Linked DNA regions of Rattus norvegicus: region 2 is linked to region 1. Evidence: chromatin contacts called from public Hi-C data. All regions are on one chromosome and are shown on one strand. Each heading gives the region's core, a stretch centred on a gene start, on an enhancer-like site or on the middle of the called end of the contact. The rest is flanking DNA. Distances are from core to core; before and after follow the strand shown. Region 1 holds the start of Lpgat1 (lysophosphatidylglycerol acyltransferase 1). Region 2 has its middle 53 kb from the start of Rpl37l2.

What was found. A called contact is a pair of places that touch in the nucleus more often than the background predicts.
Region 2: a Hi-C map of Schwann cells shows a contact between it and region 1, with 2.5 times the contacts expected there. The contact joins the enhancer-like site here to the promoter of Lpgat1 in region 1. A contact is called at or near these places in 5 of 12 Hi-C or Micro-C datasets (the A7r5 cell line, Schwann cells, frontal cortex and 2 more).

The regions. Positions count from the first base shown.
Region 1 is chr13:105,824,569-105,831,731 of GRCr8, forward strand. Lpgat1 (lysophosphatidylglycerol acyltransferase 1) reads left to right here and starts at 2,257. Exons shown (of 7, transcript NM_001109376.2): 1 at 2,257-2,587. The coding sequence starts at 2,350.
Region 2 is chr13:105,744,364-105,750,995 of GRCr8, forward strand. No RefSeq gene overlaps it. Among named protein-coding and RNA genes, the nearest start is that of Rpl37l2, 53 kb to the right of the region's middle. Within about 2 kb of position 4,153, at least 43 of the 93 cell types and tissues checked have an H3K27ac peak or open chromatin away from gene starts, as enhancers often do. A contact at or near this core is called in Schwann cells and liver, where this site is marked.

The sequences.
Region 1 (7,163 bases), core at 1,007-3,506:
GTGAAAACTGCCATCCTACTGGGCATTGTGGTTCAAACCTACAATCCCAACACTGGGGAAAATGAGGCAGGAAGATTTCTAAGTGTTGGAGGCCAGCCTGAGCTGTTATAAATTACAGATCAGCCCTGACTATACAGAGAGTAAGGCCTGGTCTTAAAGAATAAGAAAACAAACTGCTGCTCTATTCACAGGGCTTTACTTATTCATAGACAGGGTCTCACTCTGTAACTCGTATAGGAACTCATTCTGTATCCCAGGCTAGCCTCCAGCTCACATCAACCCTCCTGCCTCAGCTTCTCAAGTGCTGCCATTACCGGCAATGAGCTACCACGCCCAACAAGAGATACTGTGTCTATTAGGACTCTTGGTTTTGTCCAGCCTTTGAACCCAAATTCAGCTAATGTCCTAGTAGTGACCAGGGCTGGCTATGAGTCCTATTATGGATGTGGCTAATTGTTTTTTATTCTTCCATATACTCAGTTCTATTTCTGTGCAGACCACTGGATTCTCACTGGATCCGCCCCAACCCCGTGTGTGTGTGTGTGTGTGTGTGTGTGTGTGTGTGTGTGTGTGTGTGTGTAGCGGGATTGAAGATGTTGTCATTCAAGTTCCAGGTGCTTTCCAGAAACAAGGATTCTGGCACTTAAAAACAACTGATTTAAAAACGCTAGACCGTAATACCTTGGGGAGGTTCAGAAGAAAAGCCCTGAGCGCAAGCGGGTTTCTTTAGGAATGAAAAGGAGAAAGCGTGCCAGCCTGGGCAGCCAAGGAGCCTCAACAATGCAGCACGGCGGCCCTTGTGGCTGAGAGGGGTCCAGGAGGGTCCAAAAGGTCCCCGCGCGCTGGGAGGGCCGGCCTTCCTTCCAGACCTTTCCGAGCAGCCTTCTGCCTCGACTCGGGGCTCGGTGAGGTCGGGGGCCTAGGCCGGGCGGCCCGGGGCGCCCTCAACCGCGCACTAGGGGGTCCGCGGGGCGGGCGGCGCCGCGCCTTCGTTAGAGGGCGCTCAGGGGCGCTGCCGCTTCCTCCCGCCAACCCTCCCCGCCGGCCGGGGCGCACGCAGCCGCCGGGCCCTGGGGAGCGAGTCTCCACGCCGCCCGGGACCTGGAGCCCGGAGGGCCGCGCCGCCGCCGCCTCCTTCCGCCGGCCATGCATTCTTCCGGCTCCCGCAGCCCGGGCCGGGCCCCGGCCTGCCCGAGGTAACCTGGGGCGCGGCGGGCCGGGCCCGGGAGGCGCTGGGGGCGGGGAAGGGTGCCGTTGGTCGCGTGGCCTGTGGAGGAGGCGGCGGCGGCCCGAGGGCCGAGGGCGCGGTAGGCCCGGGGAGGAGGCGGAGGCGGGGGCGCGGGGCATCGCCCGCCTCCCCCGGACCCGCCCCGGTGACAGGTCCGGCCTCTGAGTCCCCGCCGCGCCTCTGTCCACAGGCAACCGCGAGGGGACTAGGGCGCCCGCGCGCCCGCTCGCGCCGCGCCTCGGGCCGCCTGGGCCGCCGCAGCCGCGTCCATGACCGCGACCCCCGGGCCAGGGACTCCCGCCGCCGCCGCCGGCCCTCGGCCCTGTCGCCGCTCGCCGCTTGCGCCCACTGAGGTGAGCCCGCTGAGGAGACCTGGCTGAGGATACCTGGCTGAGGGGAGCCCTCCGTGGAGAGTCCGCGGAGGGGGAGCCGGCTGAGGGGACACGGCTGAGGAGAGCCTGCCGCGGCGACCCGAGGCCGCCCCGCTCCTCACCTGAGGAAACCGCTGCCCGAGCCTTCTCGGCCGGGCGTCGGGGGCTCCGCATCCCTCGCCCCTCCGCTTCACCTTCTGGTCCCGCTCCCCCTCCCCCTCTCCGCCGGCTTCCTCTCACCTTCGTCCTCCTTCCTGGGCCCCTCTCCTTTCCTTCCCCCTCAGAAGCGAAGCGAAGCAAGCACCCCGCTGTTGCGGACGAGCCCTTGGGGAGCCCCGGTAAAGGCATGGCCGGGCGTTCAGGACCCGCGTGGCGGGACCTCCGGCCGGCGGGTCCGGGGCAGCGTGCGGAGTCGGAGGGTCTGGCGGAAGCTTGGCGGCCGCGGTGGGTCGCGGTGCGGGGCCGCCACCGGCTAGCGGGACGGTCTAGCGTTGGCTAAATATATTCCGCCGTGGCCCGTGCCCCGCGGAACGGCTCTCTTGACCTTGTGCGGCTCCTCCCTCCTCTCTGTCCCCCTCTGGAATTTGCCCTGGAGATCGCAGGGCGAACGCTGCACCGGGAGAGCTTAGACCCTTGCGTTTTCTTGTATTTCTGTGCTGGAGATTTCTGTGCTGCTGACTGCACCCATTTTCCTTTTGAAATGATTTTTCCTTTCATCCCCAGAAAGACAGGACCGACGCCAATGTGAGAATGGCTGTGACCGTGGAAGAAGCTCCGTGGCTGGGCTGGATAGTCGCGAAAGCCCTGATGAGGTTTGCCTTCATGGTCGCCAACAACCTGGTTGCTATTCCATCCTACATCTGCTATATAATTATACTGCAGCCACTCCGAGTGCTGGACAGTAAGCGCTTCTGGTATATCGAAGGACTCATGTACAAATGGCTTTTAGGAATGGTGGCTTCCTGGGGATGGTATGCTGGATACACAGGTAAGAGCATTAGCACACGAACCAATTTGCAATGCTACGCATAAGTCAGGAGCCATGATTGGATCTGTATTATGCTTTTGGTTGAGAATGCCTTGGCCATTAGGAAAGAAATAGTCTTGTTGGATTTCTCATCGAAACCTCAGCCAGGAAGTCTAATGTTTTATAGTTATTATAGAAGTATAATTTTATAATTGAATATTGTTGATAGATTCCTTAAATAGTGTATTTTTAATGTGACTTATTAAAGTTGGTCCTTAAAAGGTATCCTAGAGGAATAGGAATGTGTTATATAGGACTTGAGGGCTTACAGAGTGGAGATGTGAGATACCTAGTCCAGTCTGTAAGCATTGGACATTGAGAAAAGCCAGGGAGCCATATTTCTGCTCAGACAGTTTAATAAGTTTCTTCTATGTAATGTAACGCTGCACTGTATAATGTTTTAAGCTAGGCTTTCTCCATTTCTGTTAAGTAAGTTTCTTTTGTTTTCTAGGATTTATATTTTATCTCATAAGTCTATTACTAAAAATTTCAGAATATGTTATGTTAACTTTCCCTGAGTATCTTTCAGTGGATTTCTCTTTTTGCTTTTAAACTTCATTTTGGGGAGGAGGATGCCATGTCGAGGTGGACTTTAATAACACTCAGTGAGGCGTGGTGTGTGTTTTCTACACATAAACTTCACATATTTTGAGAACTTCCATCTCTGCCCAAATGCTGCATCCTCTGTTTTCTTTCACTGACTATTCCTTCTTTAGGATTACAATAATGCAGAGAGGGTGAGGCTCTAACTTGTGAGATGCGGAAACTTTTATTGTGGAAACAGAACTGGTGGGCAGATTCCTCAGCAACTGTGTGGCAGTTCATAGCTGAAAAGTGGAGGGCATTTTTTAAGGATCAGACAGCAAAAACGGTTCTCCATTTTTAGAGTCTGTCTCCCTCTTGCCTGCACTGCCTGCATCTGCAGATTTTATCCATACACCAGAAAAAGAATGAGAGCACAGGGTGGCAGCCTCCTGCTGAGTGACAGGATGTCCTCTGTGGCCTCCATGAAGGGTTTCCTTCCCTCAGTGCTGTCTGGTACTCTGTTATCCCCTGGCATGGTACCTGCATTCCTTCTTGGTAGGGAGCTGCAGAGATGCAGATGGCTTTGGAGACTGGGTAAGCCCCTTGTCCCTTTCAGTGCCTGGTAGCAATAGTGATGGGAGAGAGAAAATGACACTCCTACCCTCATGCTGAATTGCCTTGCTTGCTCGATGTCATTGGCTTTCCCAGGTGTTCTGTGTAGTAGCTGGTAGCTATCGTGTGCACAGTATACTTACGTTTGCTTGTTTAAAGTGATCTTATAAGACTTTCAAAAGCAGCTTGTATTTTTTTCTACTTGAAAACAATGAAGCAACTGGACCTAATGTACTTATCTGTGATACATGCTCATGTGTGCTGCCGGCCTGATGAAGTTTGCTAGTCGTTGACCTTGCGATCGATCGTGAGAGAGGAGTGCTGCTGCCTGAAGGCTGTCACCTGTGGCTGGGGCTCCCTGCACTTGTCCTTTTGTAGCTTTCTTGTCTTTTGGGGGGTGTTACTTGTTTTGTTTTTCTTGAGACAAGATTTTGTTCCTATATCCTAGACCGTCCCCAAACATGTCACCCATACTGGCATTAAATTCAGACCAGAGCATTTCTCCTGCTGCAGTTGCCAAAGTGCTGGGAATCCAGCTTGCCTCCAGTGTGTTTTTAAGCAAAGCTTCTTGGGCGTCTTCTTCCTTACTAACTACCTATCTCTGAGGGTTCTCTTACCTCCAGCCCAGTGGCTGTGGTGTCACCTCTATGCTTTAGTCTCCTCCAGACATTTGCTCTTCTTCAGGCTACTGCATGTTGACAGTTTGACCAGTTTTTCATCAAATTTTAGTTTCTTTGGAGAGCAGAACAGAACAGTTAAGAAGTCAAACAGAGCAGGAATTAAGTTTGTTGGAAGCCTGAGCAGGTTTAAAGAGAACACCTCCATAGGCGTTAATGAGCTCCTTTCTCAGCATTACGCATCTCGCTTCTTCTCTCTCAATCAAGAGGACAGTAGGTATTTTGTTTGTCTTTCACAGATGAAAACTTGGACAATGTCAAAGGAATTGTCAGGTCTGCTCAGGAGCTGGGTGTTCACGTTTGCCTCACATCCACAGATACCTGGCTGCAAACCTAACCAACATGGCCTGGTGTTAGTGCCGGAAGACTTCCTGAAGTGCTGTGAAGAGGCAGACATAGAGCCAAGCCTGCAAACACACGTGGTTCTTGCTCCATAAACCCATGACTCTTGGTTTGTTTGGACCCTTTTGTTAGTACGCCTGCTCACCACCTCCTGTTTGCTTTCTTGACTCTCTGTTATGACCATACTAGCAAGTCTAGTATGTTCATGTTTTAGAATAAAAATTGCCAAATTTTTATTGAAAACCTACTTAAAAGGAAGTTTTAAATATCATAAAACTGAAAACAGGTTTTGAATGAGAGATTTCACACTGGTATTGTAGTATAAGACAAGGTTGCTTATCCTCTGAGGACTTACGCTGATGATCTAACCTGCCCTGCCCTAGATGGTAGCAACTAGCTGGATACGAATTCATTAAAATAACGTGAAACTGAAATTCAGTTTGCTTACCTATAGCACTTTATACCTATAGCACTTTAGCTGTTAGTCCTGGGTGGCTTGGGCTGACCTGGGGGTTCTTTTTTTCGGAGCTGGGGACCGAACCCAGGGCCTTGGGCTTCCTAGGCAAGCGCTCTACCGCTGAACTAAATCCCCAGCCCCGCCTTTCCTTTTTCTTAGGAAAGACGTACTTTGTTTCTTAGCTGTTTCTTATCAGAAAACCTTTTTTTTTTTTAATTTAACAGATTTCTGGGCTAGGGATATAGCTTAGTGGTAGAATACTTGCCGTATATGTAAACAAACAGGTTCCTTTGGGATGTGCCGGAAGATTTATTAAGTTTCTGTAAAGAGGCAAACAAAACGAGGCCTTCAGATGCACCTGCCATTCCTGGGTGAGGAATAGTGAGGCCCGCAAGCCCCAGACCCTTTTTTGTTGTTGTCGATTGTTCTTTGAACGAGGGTCTCATTATGCTAGTGTGTGGCCCTCGAACTTGTGGAGCTTCCACTTACAATGAATATCTTTAAACTGTTTAATGCACTCAGACTTTAATAAAATGTGTTTGAATAACAATCACTTTACCAAAGTAAGAGGATGAGAGCTAGACTGGCCTTGAACTCATAGTGATGCACCAGCATCAACCTCTGACATTCTAGAATACAAGCATGAGCCACCGAGCCGGCTTCCCAGAATTTTGTATTTAGTTTGTCTTGTCAGAGTTGTAGAACTAACTACATGTAGACACAGAGGCTAGAAAGAAGATTTTTCTGGTCCTTCTCCCTGTTTCTGACTTTGTCTTGTCAGATGAGCACATTTCCTGAAAGGACTCTGAAGACAGTGGGGCTCACACCGCTCACTTGGTACAGGGCAAGGTGAGCATTGCTATCCCTGGCTCTTCAGTGGCCACAGTGCACAGACATTGCATACCGGGGACAAGTCATACTGCTTTGCCCTGATACTTTGAAGGCAGTCTGAAAAAGATACTAGTTTAGCCGGGGATCTACTTCTGCATGGATTACTTGGGTCTGAGGTAAATTAGCCTGTCTCCCCTCCAATTTAAGTGAAGACTGGCAAATTTCAGAGAGAGATTATATTTAAAACAAAATGTTTAAAGTATTTTGTTTTGACTTTCATTCACTTATTTTGATAAAGTCATTATTACCCAAACACATTTAATTAAAGTCTCAGTACATTAAGCAGTTAAAGATATTCACTGTGAGTGGAAGCTCCAGCACTTCTACAGAGGACTGAACATCTTTAGGCCAGAGTCTGGCTAGCAGGGTTAGGGGCTTCCTGCCAAGTCGGCTTTGCTTTGCAAATGCTGCTTTCCTTGGGCTACCTTCCTGGCTTTGAGGGAAGCTGATGCAGCTTAGCTTTAGTGTCCTCCTGGTCAGGCTCTGTTGGCTAGATCTATGTTCATCTTTGTGGATCATCCAAGTATTTGTGTATCATATAAGCAGTGTGCATCAGTGCTGAGCTGAGCTACAGAATGTGCTGGGGTTTGTTGCTGTTACTTTTACTGAGTGCAGCGGCATCTGAGAAGCATTATCCTGGGGAGGGGTGCACTGAAGCTTGTCCTCCAGTCAGTGATAGTGACCCACTCACTGGTGGGTGAGGTGCTTGCCTCTGTCTTACCCGCAGTCTCCCTATGATCCCAGAGCCTGACCCACTGTCTGATGTTCATAATTGGTAAGTGTGTATATGTTCGGTTGAGGTAGAGTCTCATGTTTCAGGCTAGCCTAATTTACTGTGTAGATGAGGATGCCTCTTCCTTTCAACTACTGGGACTATAGTTTTATGTTGCTCCATAGGGGCTGAAGTGGGTTTGTTTTTCTCAGGAGATAGAAGCTAGGACCACATACATACTGTTTGAAGTCCTCAGTCCTTGAGTTACACCACTCAGTCCAGCAGCCTCTTTCTTGAGTAACCTCTTTCCTTTTTTTTAAA
Region 2 (6,632 bases), core at 2,903-5,402, 78 kb before region 1:
ATGGAAGTCTGCCCTTAGCCCCCACATCTGAGTGACTAAGGAAGAACACCTTTCCTCCCCCTACGCAGGAAAGTAATTCACAGACATCCCAACTGCCGCTTAGGCAGCTTTTGTCCCAGCAAGTTTGTGAACTCAGCTAGTTCTCAACCATGCCCAAGGCTTGGCCAGCATTGGTGTGGGAAGGACAGCAGTGGACAGTTTCCTTGTGTTCAGGGCCACTTTGTTTCTCACTCAGGATGTGACCAAGGTGAATGAGAAGCCTCCTCTGGCCTTGACAGCTGAAAACCAGCTTCCTCAGAACCTGATTTCTCCGCATATGTGGGGTCTGGGTGGGCCTCTCCAAGTAGCTGCTGTACCTTGCTGTGACGCTTAGCTCACTGGAAAGGGACACTCAGCCTGTGCCTCAGTGTTACCCAGCCTCACGCTGCAGGTTTCCCTCCTGTGCAATCGAATCCATGCATAGCAGTCTTAACGTGCCTTAGATCCGGGGTTTAGGAGGGAGATGGAGATCCCTACAAAACCTCTCAGGGGGTCTCTCCTGACTCCTGCCATCCCATGGTGTAAATCCCATTACCCTCTCGAGACCCCCAGAAATACCCTGAGCCAAATTCTCCAGACAAGTTCCTGCCCAGAAGTGTGTGTAGTTAGCTGCTCATGAACATTGTCTTAAACGTGGAGTCTTGGATGTGTGGTGGCTCATGTCACCAACATCTGATACCAGTCCCTGGTGTGTCTTGGAGTCTCCCTTCTTGACACACTTCTCTGACCCTTGGTGCCATCCGTGGAGTGGAGCTAGTAACGCTCAGCTGTGTAGCATTGTGAAGAGTCACATGATCAGCAGAGTTTTCACCTTGAATCATCTTCCTCTGACAAAGATGGCATGGGCCATGTGGGCTGGTGGCCCAGGAGGCATTCTGGAAAGAAACATCAGCTGCAGGTCAGCTCGGCCTCAGAAGAATGTGCTGGTCGAAGTGAGGACCCAAGGTTAAAGAGGAATTTACTCTTTCCATCCTCAGGCCTTCCTGTGGGCACAGCAACAGCAGAGCCAGATGTAGTAGGTCCTTTCCCACCACAGAGTTAGCCAGCTAGCACAGGCAGACGGAGAGACTCTATGACCTTGGCCCCATGCCTTCAGCAGGTTCACATGGAGGCTTCAGCTGACAGCTCACAGCCCACGGCCACCTGGGAAATTGTGGTCTCCCCACCAAGCACCTGCCTTCCAGAGGGCTCTGGCCTCCAGACAGATATAAATAACCCGAGAGACTGACTTGGAGCAAGTGGTGAGGGCTGTGGCCAAGAAGGGAAAAAAGGACAGAGAGGAGATGCACAGTGAAAATGCCCTGCAGGGAGGGGGGAAGGAGGGCCCCTGGCAGCTACAGTGAGGGCAGAGAGGCTGTTCCTCACACAGTGAGAGGCACCCTGGCAGGGGCTGGCCTACTTGTGAGGGGCTCTCCACAACATTCCCTCCCTCCCTGTTCCAGCACCCCACTTCACAGCCTCACGCGTTCCTGGAGTGCTGGTTTTCGCTCGTTTCAGTCTCTTCTAAGCAAAGTACTATTCCCAATGCATCCCAATTTAGGAGGAGGGGCATTCTGCCCATTAAATTCCTAATGTCACCCAAAGACCCTGCACACTTAGACACTAGCTGTCCTGGCAGCCACATTAGGCTGTTGACACCCCTGTGCATAACCCCGACTGCAGAAAAGAAGCATCCTGAACATTCTGTGTTTGCCTTGTGCACACGCTATGTTGTCCTTGTTCAACTCTTCAGCTCAGAAAAAGCTGTCTATCCACATCGCTTCCCCATGTTCCTCCAGGGCCTCTTTCATTCACTCTTGTCAGGCTACCCGGCCCATGAGGTTGGCCTCACTGGGCAAAGTGATACCTAACATTCCAGTTTCCTGTGAGTAGGAACACGCTCCTCTGCCTCTCCGTCCCCTCTCATGCTGGCCATTCTGTCCTGAGTGAGGGGCCCGTTACTCTCCTCAGTTACACAGTGTAAAGACGAGTGCATGACCCACAGATGTCAGAGAGGCCAGCGTGGTCCTAGTGTACTGGTCTGGGTCTGAAGTGGGAAGGCTTTCGCCAATTGTGAAGCTAATGTTTACAAGAACATTTTCCCTTTAGGTCAGACGTGATCATGTACACCTGTACCCAGCACTCCACAGAAGCGGGACTGGGAAACCAGCCTAGATTCCGGAATGAGGCCTTGTTGAAAGGAAAGAGCAAAAGAGGTGGGAAAGGGGGCTGGGGAAATGTCTCCATCAATAAAGAGGTGGCAAAGGGGGCTAGGGAAATGGCTCCATCAAAGTGCTGGCCACACAGCAACATGAGCCTGAATTCAGATCCCCGGCATCCACAAAAAAATAAAACAAAACAGAAAACCCCAAAGAACCAAAAAACCAGGTCTACAGGAAATGCCTGAGATCCCAGTACATGGACATAGAGCTGAGAGGGGCCCTGGGGTTTACTGGCCAGCCAGCCAATTCTTCAGTTCCAGTTTCACCGAGAGGCCCTATCTTTAAAACTAAGGTGAGAGTGAAGGCATTGGCCTTTGGCCTGCGTATCCACACACACACACACACACACACACACACACACACACACACTCACAAAACCATAGCCAAGAGAAACAGCAAGTGCTGTTGCTTGTTGATCCATGGTCCCTAAACCTCACTTCCCTCCAGCAACAGCATCCCGCTGGTCAGCAGGTAGAACATATATAGTCTTTGTGTGTCCAGCCATGTTCTCATGAATTGACTGAGGCCCTCATATGAACAGGTGTCAGAGGGAACGCTGAGGGCTTCTGTTCATCCATGGTGCTCAAGTCTAGGGAGGCATGAGGACAGCATCAACCAAGAAGGTAAATCAACCGTCACTCGGAAGATCCAGTGGAGAAAAGAAAATATCAGGGACAAGAAAGGAGAGGAGGTTACACCATGGCTTTACCTGTCACGGCAAGCCTGGCCTTGAGAACTGATGAGAGGCGTCAGATGCCCAAGGCTCACATCTGTTGCTTACCCAATCGATGCCCTCCTCCTCACACCCTGGACCCACCTACTTTCACATGCAGCTTCTGCAGAGCATTGGCTCTCTCTGTAGCTAGCACAGTAGCAGGGAACCAGGGCCCAGGCTCCTGTTATCTGCCCTGGAGCAGATGGCTGCCCAGCACAGGTCCTGCCCAGGCCTTCCTGGATAGCCTGGGTGTAGCCTGGGTATAGCCTGGGTGTCTTGTACTGAAGCGAAATGCCCGTGCCCTGGGCAGACAGGCAGCAGTCTCCAGCAGCAGGTCTTCTACAGTCGGAGAGAAACATGGAAGAAGGGGGGGGGGGGGTTTACAGCAAGAAAGCCAAGAAGGAAAAACAGCCACCAGCACTATAACGTCCCCGACCCTGAGAAACACGAGATAGATGTGGCATGTGTGACACAACAGTGGTGGGCAGACCATGGCCACTCGTGACATGTTGACTCTCAGCTCTTTCACAGAACCCCAGAACAGTGCACATCTCTGTCCCTTGTATCATGTGGGTCTTGGTGTGCAGGAACTTTTCCCTCCAGATCTCCCCAGCACAGTGCAGCAATCTTGTCTCTACTGAATCCAACGTCCTTTCAGAGGCCACCCTGGGAAGACCCCAGGCTGGTGCTGCCTGGCCTCCATCCTCCCTTGTCATGTCACGGTGTCCTTTCCTAGGCTGTCCCCACAGAGCTGCTGAGTGTGCACCTTTGCACATTCGGTGTCCGTGTGTGTGTGTGTGTGTGTGTGTGTGTGTGTGTGTGTGTGTGTGACACAGAGCAGGGCTGTTGACGATATTTCATTGCTTAGAAGTCATATTCAGACGGGCTTGATGTAGTTTCTGGTCCTCCAGGCTAGGCTTGACAACTGGACTAGCCGTGTGAGAGCTATTATTACCCAGCTCTTTTCTGGGTATTGCTCCACTCAGTCCAAGCCAATAGCAGCTGATCCTAAGCTGCACAGCAGAACACATTGTCCTCTGCTGCGGACCCGGTGGTCTAAGAGGTGGTGTAGGCTGCTCCTGAGGAACAGCTGAACTTGGGCTCCTCTCTGTTGTGACCAAGGGGCAGCTCTGTCCCTGCCTCCAGGCTTCACTCTCTCCTCTGGCCTGAGGTTGTGGGTCCTAATTAGAAAGCGCTCAGAGATCCCTGAAAAGACTGGCATTGTGCTGTAGGACAAAGGGCATTCTGTGACAGCGGTGGAAGAGGGAGGCTGTTAATGTAAACTAGGAAATAATAGGGCTGATTCCCAGAAGCACATTGATTTAAACCACAAAAGCTCCCTGGAACAAGGCTTGAGAACCATAAGTCTGAGCAATCAGCAACCCCGAGGGAGGGAGCCATTTCAGGCCCAAGCTCACTCTGTGCTGTCCCTCAGGGTCTCAGTGGTAGGGTTTAGTGCCGCCCTGCCGAGCTCACAGAGGACACCTTTGAGGCCCATCCTTTTTCATTTTTTCCAGAATAGCAAAGAATTGACAGTCCCACAGTTCGATTTGTTTGTCTCTGAAATGTGCAAAGCAGACATGAGTTTCCACAGTGCCTAGAAACTGGAGAGCCACTCTGTGTCTGCGTAAAATAAAATTCACTTAAAAAAAATCATCGGGGCTGGAGAGATGGCTCAGCAGTTACTACTCTTCCAGAGGTCCTGAGTTCAATTCCCAGCAACCACATGGTGGCTCACAACCATCTGTAAAGAGATCCGATGCCCTCTTCTGGTGTGTCTGAAGACAGCTACAGTGTACTTATATATAATAAATGAATAAAAAAAAAACATCACATCACCCCGGACGGCATATACATTTTCAAGCACACTCCAAGGCAAACAAATAAAGCCTTTTCATGGCAAAATTCACCACAACCAACATATAAAATGGTGGGAAATATATTTATAGTGTTCATATCAAGCTGGATATCCCAGCGCATGGAGGCTAAGTCAAGACACTCATGAGGTCAAGTCAGCCTTAACCAGACTTTCCAGACCAGCCTGGGCTACCTAAGGAGCCCATCTCAAAAACAAACAAACAAAACAAACAACAAGCCATCAAGAAATATACATGTGCGTGCACACGTGTGTATGTGTGTATATAATGAAAGAAGGTCAAATGTAGTCATTTAATTTTCACTCAATTATAATCACAAATGCAAATTTTCTTTTGCAGCACGTCATACAAAACCATGTAAGTACGGTTCTGTTTTGATGAAGAAAACAGTGCAGCACTAGGTCAGACATTGTTAGATGTGTCCAAAGAAAAGAGAGCGAGGGAGATCCAGCATAGGAAGGGGATTCTGAGAGGGGCAGGTGGAGTGAGAGAAGCCACAGGAGCTTTCTGTCTCAAAAGCAAACAAAGCAGCTACTAAATAAATAATGAGTTTTTAAAAATAATGTGACTCTTAGTAATATATTACTTAATTGAAGAAAATATTCAAAAGACTTATTTTTTTTTTTTAATAGTAAGAAACAAACTCACTTCAACTGCTTACTTCCCAGGATATGTATCAGGGATAGAAAAAAAAAGCATGTGTGTGTTCTCTTTTCGCTGACACAGATGAGCATTTAGCAGAGTAAACAGCCAAAACAGGCTTGCAGACACCTGCTCAGCAAGTGTGGAGCTTCCCGCTCTCCTTGGTCCAGCCTCTTTCTGGGATGGTCAGGGGGAAGGCGTAGAAGCCCACAGTGCTCAGCCTCAGTTCTGCCAACACCGCCCAGCTGCCTTGTGGGTCGGGCAGCTGAGAGGGTGGACAGGAGGGCTATGTGGGGACACGGGGTGTGGAGGATGCTGCCTGGCTGCTCTGAGCACAGACTCTAGTCTTCACGAGCCCCTCCCTCTGTTCAAACCCCTGCGCAGACCTGCGTTGAGTGCTGTTAGGGACAAGCAGAGAGATCAAAGGATTTCCCAAGAAAGGACTCATGGATGGGAGCTGCTTAGAGCTAAACAGTCACCAAAGCACTCCGCGAAAGGCCTGTGGGTTGCGCATCCCCAAGCCCACCATTTTGGGTTTCCATGGCCCCCACTGGTTCCTGTCCCCTCTTCCTGATCCTTTGGATTCTCTGCATGGTCAGGTGGTTCTTTGTGATGCTCAGCAGAGCTGCCGGCCGAGATGGATGCTACTCCACGATGAGGTCTCTAAAGCCTTGGGCTTCCCTCAGTGCCCTCTCCAAACGGTGCCATTCTAAGGTACCCAGTGGCAGGGGGTCCTGGAGAGGGCACTGCCCCGAGATGGGCACGTGAGGCATGGAGAAGGGCCAGGCAGAGGAAAGGCACTGAAATCAAACATGGAAGAGAGGAGACACTGAGGAAATGTCCCAGGGGACTCACCTCTCCATCCTCCTCCCCGCTTTCTCCCTTGATCTAGTGCTGGGGACAGACCCAGGGCTTCACATAGCTAAGCTCTGGGACTACAACTGAGCTGCACCCTAGTTCTTTCTTCAGCTTAAAAATAAATTAAGCTGCAGAGGTGGCCCAGGGGTCAAGAGCACGTGCGTTCTTCTGGAGAACTTGAATTTGGTTCCCAGCACCCAGGCAGCTCACGACCAGCGACAACTCCAGCTCCAAGGGATCGAAGTCCCTCTTCCGGCTATATTCTCTCTCTCTCTCTCTCTCTCTCTCTCTCTCTCTCTC